Linked DNA regions of Mus musculus: region 2 is linked to region 1. A link is a contact called in public promoter capture Hi-C data. All regions are on one chromosome and are shown on one strand. Each heading gives the region's core, a stretch centred on a gene start, on an enhancer-like site or on the middle of the called end of the contact. The rest is flanking DNA. Distances are from core to core; before and after follow the strand shown. Region 1 holds the start of 4930579G18Rik (RIKEN cDNA 4930579G18 gene). Region 2 holds the start of Pck2 (phosphoenolpyruvate carboxykinase 2 (mitochondrial)).

Region 1 (2,700 bases), core at 41-2,540:
GGTCTGTGTTAAGAGCCAGCCTGACCCCTAGCTAGGTTGCTCACGATGGGTAAGTTAGTGAGAAAAGGAAATAAATAAAAACCAAAAAAACAAACAAACAAACAAAAAAAAACAAAAAAGAAAGAAAATAAAAGAACCCAAAAAACCAATTAAACAAAATAACTTAATTAAAACAAGAAAAACACGAACCAAATAAATAAACCCAACAAAGAAATAAAAAAATAAATTATAAAAATAAAAGATTAAAGAAGAGGTAGAAAATAAAAGAATAAACTAGGAATATGACAAATGTTCCAGGTACCATCTCACACCTGGGATCTTCAGTTCAGCCAATCGCACCTCACTGTGTACTGTATCTAGTCAACCGCCGTCCAATCAGAATGAGCCCTCCCTGCTAGGCGCTGTGCAATTGGTGGGGGGTTGGGTTGGCAAAAAAGGTGGGCGCACGGCGTGGTAGTCAGCGTGGCACTGCCAGAGTCCTCCCAGGGGCGCAGGGGGGGCGGGAGGGAATCGTGTGGGGGGACGCTGCCCAGTTTCCAAGATGTCAAAACAGTTCACTGGCGATGGCCAGCCTCAGCGAGGGGCAGAGGGGGGAATGGGGGCAGAGCATCAGTCCTGGCCCTGTAGGGCATCATCTTGCAGTCCCTGATGAATGAGCAAGCGGCCTGTGAGCGGCAGGAATGCTCCTTGCCTTTCTTTCATGAGGCAGGCAGGACCCTATGTCCACCAGTGACAAGCTGCAGCAGTGCCACTAGCCAACACTTGGGATCCAGGTGACAACTCCAAAGTCCCTTCCTCCTCTGAGTGTAACTGGGGAGAGGTCCTGTCACCGAGCAGGATCATGGAGCCTCTGATGAAGGTAGCCCGGGGGTGGCAGTAGTCAATTTCCCCAGGACCTGGTACACATTCAGCAGCAAGCTCAGAGTATGTCTTCCGGTTTGTCGTTGGCACCTCCTCAGGGACTGCAGCTGAGACAGTGGTTCCGGTTGGGTGGGTGAGTGAGTCCCTGCCTCCAGGGATGGAGGAGAAGCTGAAGCGACCGACACGATGCTGCCCTTCACCATGGACAGCAGGGACCAAAGGAAAGTCCATCTGAAGAGCAAGTGGTGACACGCGGGCTGGGCTGCCATCAGCTTTAAGCCCCTGGGTACAGACCCCCAGACTTCTCTGCAGGGTTTCTAGTCAACAAAGCTTAGGCCACCGGCCCCACTCAAGTGTTTACAGCTCGGCACTGTCGTCATAAACATCTGACTCTCTTAGGTTTCTTGGTCCCTAGATGGGGATCCCAACAGTCTGTAGCAAACAAGGCAACCCACAGTCTCTGACAGGTAAGGGCATGTGGGCAGGCACCCCAGCACTGGCACAACTCTTCTTGGGGTGTCCCGAGTAGGGCGATGATTCAAGTCCACCCCTTTCCAAATGCTTCTTGTTCTCAGTACAAGTCTCTCCAGAACAGTGCTCGTCTCAGCCCCGATGTAAGCAAGAAGGGAGGCGGGGCCCATCACAGACGCCCACAGACACGCCCCTCTGGCCAAGACACCGGGAGCACACTCGGCTCTGATTGGGCGGCTCGGTAGCAGCGGGTGGGTCCAGAGGTAGAGGCGGCATCAGCGATTGGCCAGTTGGGCAGGGTTATATTTTACGGGCGGATTACCGTACATGAGGTACTTGGACAAAGTTTTACGGGGAAGAAGGACCTTGTAATAAATAATATTCTGCACATCAAATCACTTTCACCGGCCCCCACCCCCGCAACACACACCAGAGAAAGGCTACACACACAACAGCCCCTCCCACCCTGTAATAATACCACTCCCAAACCCAGCTAATTCTATTTCTTTAAGGGTCAAGAAGACCTCGCTGGCTCCAATGGGGGAAGCCTCTTGAACTGGGTATAGGAAAAAGTGGTAATATTTGTGCCAACAAAACAAAACAAAACCTAAGAGGGCCTTGTGGTTCACCCCTTGGATTTCTAAGAAGCTACACTTCCGTAATTAGACCACTGGGGGGCAGAAGAGCAACAAAAATTCCTCAGCATGGCTGACTCGGTAAGAGACCCAAAGCCCCACTAGGTGGCGACAAGTGCCATTAAGCTTTTAAAAAGGAGGGAAAGCTCAAGGAGTTAGCTTCACAGAAGCTTCAGCAGCAAGAAAGCTGCACTTGGGTTTTTTGGTTTTTCTCTCTCTCTCCTCTCTCTCTCCCTCGCCTCCCTCTCCCCCCTCTCTCTCTAAAAAAAAGGGCCATTAACAGACTTCCAAATTAGGAGCCTGGTCTATATCACTGCTTCATGTAGGGAAAGGAAATCAAAGACCTTGTCTGTTATCACAAGGGGCATCCCTTGCTAAACCAGCGAATTCTCCCTTGCCCTATCCTGATCCAAGGATAGCCTTATCCCCTTTAGGTCATCCCACTGTGTAAGAGGGATGGCTGAGATGGTCTATTCTCCCTAGGCCCACGCTCGGCCCACCCTCCCCAACAGGTGGCTTGGCTAGTTACCTCTTTCTTTTCCTCTTCTTCAGCACCACCCTCTGGGCGCTCATCATTGCTGACTTGGTCTGCAACAGGCAGAGGAGGCTCAGGCACCTCATTTTCAGGTCTGTTTTCACTGGTGTCCATGGTCACTTCCTCCTTCTCTTCACTGACAGGATGGAAGAGATTGAAGGAAAGGGTAGGAGAGAGTGAAGGGGAAGAGAGAGCAAG
Region 2 (2,700 bases), core at 200-2,699, 890 kb after region 1:
CCAGCACTAGGGAGGCAGAGACAGGCGGATTTCTGAGTTTGAGGCCAGCCTGGTCTACAAAGTGAGTTCTAGGACAGCCAGGGCTACACAGAGAAACCCTGTCTCAGAAAAAGAAGGAGGAGGAGGAGGAGGAGGAGGAGGAGGAGGAGGAGGAGATGATGATGAGGCAGGCATTGAAGCATCCTGGGCTGATATAGGGACCAGTTGCCTCTTGAGACTTTAACAGCAACATCCATTCTACCTTTGATAGTGGTACTAGCATTGCTCTCAATAACCACTTTATCAAGCTCATATCCAGGTATGACAGATAATTTGGCTACAGCAACAGAGCAGTGGACCATTTAGGTCCACACAGTCCTCTAAGGTCCACATGGCCTCCAAAGAATAAGAAACTCTGGACCACCTACCCCAGCAAGAGTAGGAGAGGAAGAGAGCCCTTGGCTGTTTAGGGAGACCCTGCCATAACTCAGGCTCCACAGCACTGAGCATCTCTGCTCACAGTTTCCATCCTAACCCCCAAAAGAAGAAGGGGTTTTTAAAGAAGCCCTCAGACAGTCTTAATAAAGACCACTGGGGTGGTTAGGGGACATCTATTGATCTTTGTCTCACTGCTCTGCCTCTGCCTCAGGCAGGTTGGTGCTTTGCATTATCAAGCTGACACCCAACAGAACCCAACTTAGACTCTACAGACTCAGCAATCCAGCAAAAAAAGGAGCTCATGTCCAAAGGTTAGAAAAGGTCTCAGACAGGGATCCCATGCCCCCGTCTCTGAACATCCTGATTGCTGTGGCCAGGGTGTGGGCCACACAAACTGGCCCTAAGAGAAGCAAGGTCAGACCCACATGATCTGATGGTTCTCCAAAGAAAGTCACAGTGCTGCAACCAGAAAGAGGATTCTGAGCATCATGGATGCGTTGAGTTTGGGTTGGTACAGCATTTGAATACCCAATGGTCTCAAGTTGGAATGAAATGTTGAGAAATTACACAAGGACTCTCTTTGGGATTAGGTGGGGGAGGGCATTAGAGGACCAAGGATATGTCTGTAAGCCTGAAACACCCCACCAATTCCATGGTGCTAGAGGAAACTCCCTTGATAAGAAGCTGGGCACGGACAATAGTTTGGTTTTGTTATTATTTGAGGACTAAGGAGAGCTTAGTTAGCATCTGGGACCCTGGAAAAGAAAAGCCTGAGGCTAGGAGTGCTCTGGAAAAGCAAACCTAGACCTTGAGGGTTTAGGCATCTTGTTATCCTGGGCTCCCCAGCCCTGGTCTCATCCCTCACTCTTAACTTGTTTTGCATTCGACATCTCTTGGTTGCTTTCTCTAAGGAGCAACAGCCTTCAAAGTTACATCAGTATCTTACAGCGTGGCTGGCCGAGTGGGCGGATCCCAAATTGAACTCCGGCCTCCAATGGCTTGAGGATGTGATGACTGTGGGGCGGAGGCTTCACCCAGCCCGGGGCCTTGAGCCCGGGCTAGTGAGCCGGCCTACAGAAGGGCGAGAGAACCAGCTAGGTTCCGCCCCGGGGACTGCCCGCCTCCTTTTTAAGCGCCTCCCGCCCAACCTCAACTCCCTCTGGCTTTGCTATGCTCCTTCCTTCCCCGCCTTCCTTGTCTCCCCGACTGCGCTCGTTCCTGTGGCCATCCCGCAGCGCCAGTCCAGGTGCCATGGCTGCTATGTACCTCCCCGGCCTGCGGTGAGTGACCCATAGCCCGGGGCCCACTCCGCGCTCCACCTTCCGGGCTTCCTCCGCTTGTTTCCCATCCTAGGAAGAGACTGGCAGGGTGGCTATTAATCAGTGTGGGTCTCACGGTGGTGCATCCCCCCCCCCCTCCGCATTCCCATCCCCAGCCATGCCAGGTTTCCTAGCCAGCCTCTGTGCTCTTCTGTCCCTCCCTGCGGCTTGTGTGCTGTTCTAGCTGCCACTCGCAACCTCCTCCCCCTTCTCCTTTGCCTTCCTGAGCCCTATCTCTGCAAATGCTCTACTTAGCAGATGTAATTCTTTCAGACCAAGGGCTCCTAGTCCAGCTTTCAGTGTGTGAGTAACCATTAAGGCCTTGAGGCCATAGGGTTTGAGGCCCCGGGGACCCGAGCTCAAAGCTCCCTAAAGACGGTAGAAGGTAAACATCACTTGCAGCCTCCCTGAGAACAGAACGGAACCTGGCACGAAGCCCAGTGAAGCCTCTGGGGACTAGGGGGGGAGGGAGACAGGGAGGGAGAGAAGGAAGGAAGCAAGCAAGATGGGAGGAGGGCAGACTGCCTTTTTAACTTGGCCGGCTTCCCCCAGTAGGTCCTGGACCCCAGGCTTGTCCTGGCTGGCTCCCCCTGCCCCACCCCCCATACAACCGGGCCTCTTCTCCGTATACCCCTCTCTCCATGGTCTAGGATGTAAAAGAGTCTAAACTGACTCCTTATCTCTTCTTCGCAGTTTACTTGGTTAATCCATGTGAGAGTGGTCTATGAAGGATAGAGAGAAGGTCCCTCTCAGGGGCGTGCAGGAGAATTGGGGTGGGGCTGGGAGAAGCTGTGCTTCCCATAAGACAACTGGAGCCAATACCTGGGGATCAAAGCTTTCAGGATCATGCATTTAAAATTAATTTCTCAGGGAAACTGTCATGTGCAGAAAAACACACAAAGAGACCTACCTTGCTGTGCCCCCACCCCCTGGGGCCACACAAAGTATGCTGCCTTTTTTGTCT

Evidence for each region. Promoter capture Hi-C pulls out the DNA fragments that hold promoters and counts their contacts.
Region 2: a promoter capture Hi-C map of the C10 cell line shows a contact between it and region 1, with 2.7 times the contacts expected there. The contact joins the promoter of Pck2 here to the promoter of 4930579G18Rik in region 1. A contact is called at or near these places in 7 of 39 promoter capture datasets (the 3T3-L1 cell line, the C10 cell line, cranial neural crest and 3 more), 1 of 484 Hi-C or Micro-C datasets (B cells), 3 of 115 datasets of contacts at active chromatin or transcription factors (astrocytes, cardiomyocytes and pancreatic cancer cells) and 1 of 9 other capture datasets (adipose tissue).

The regions. Positions count from the first base shown.
Region 1 is chr14:54,649,221-54,651,920 of GRCm38.p6, forward strand. It overlaps 4930579G18Rik (RIKEN cDNA 4930579G18 gene), which reads left to right and starts at 1,291. Exons shown (of 6, transcript NR_038053.1): 1 at 1,291-1,328; 2 at 1,845-2,048; 3 at 2,520-2,594. Acin1 (apoptotic chromatin condensation inducer 1) reads right to left here. Exons shown (of 19, transcript NM_023190.3): 9 at 2,497-2,638.
Region 2 is chr14:55,538,817-55,541,516 of GRCm38.p6, forward strand. It overlaps Pck2 (phosphoenolpyruvate carboxykinase 2 (mitochondrial)), which reads left to right and starts at 1,450. Exons shown (of 10, transcript NM_028994.3): 1 at 1,450-1,697. The coding sequence starts at 1,669.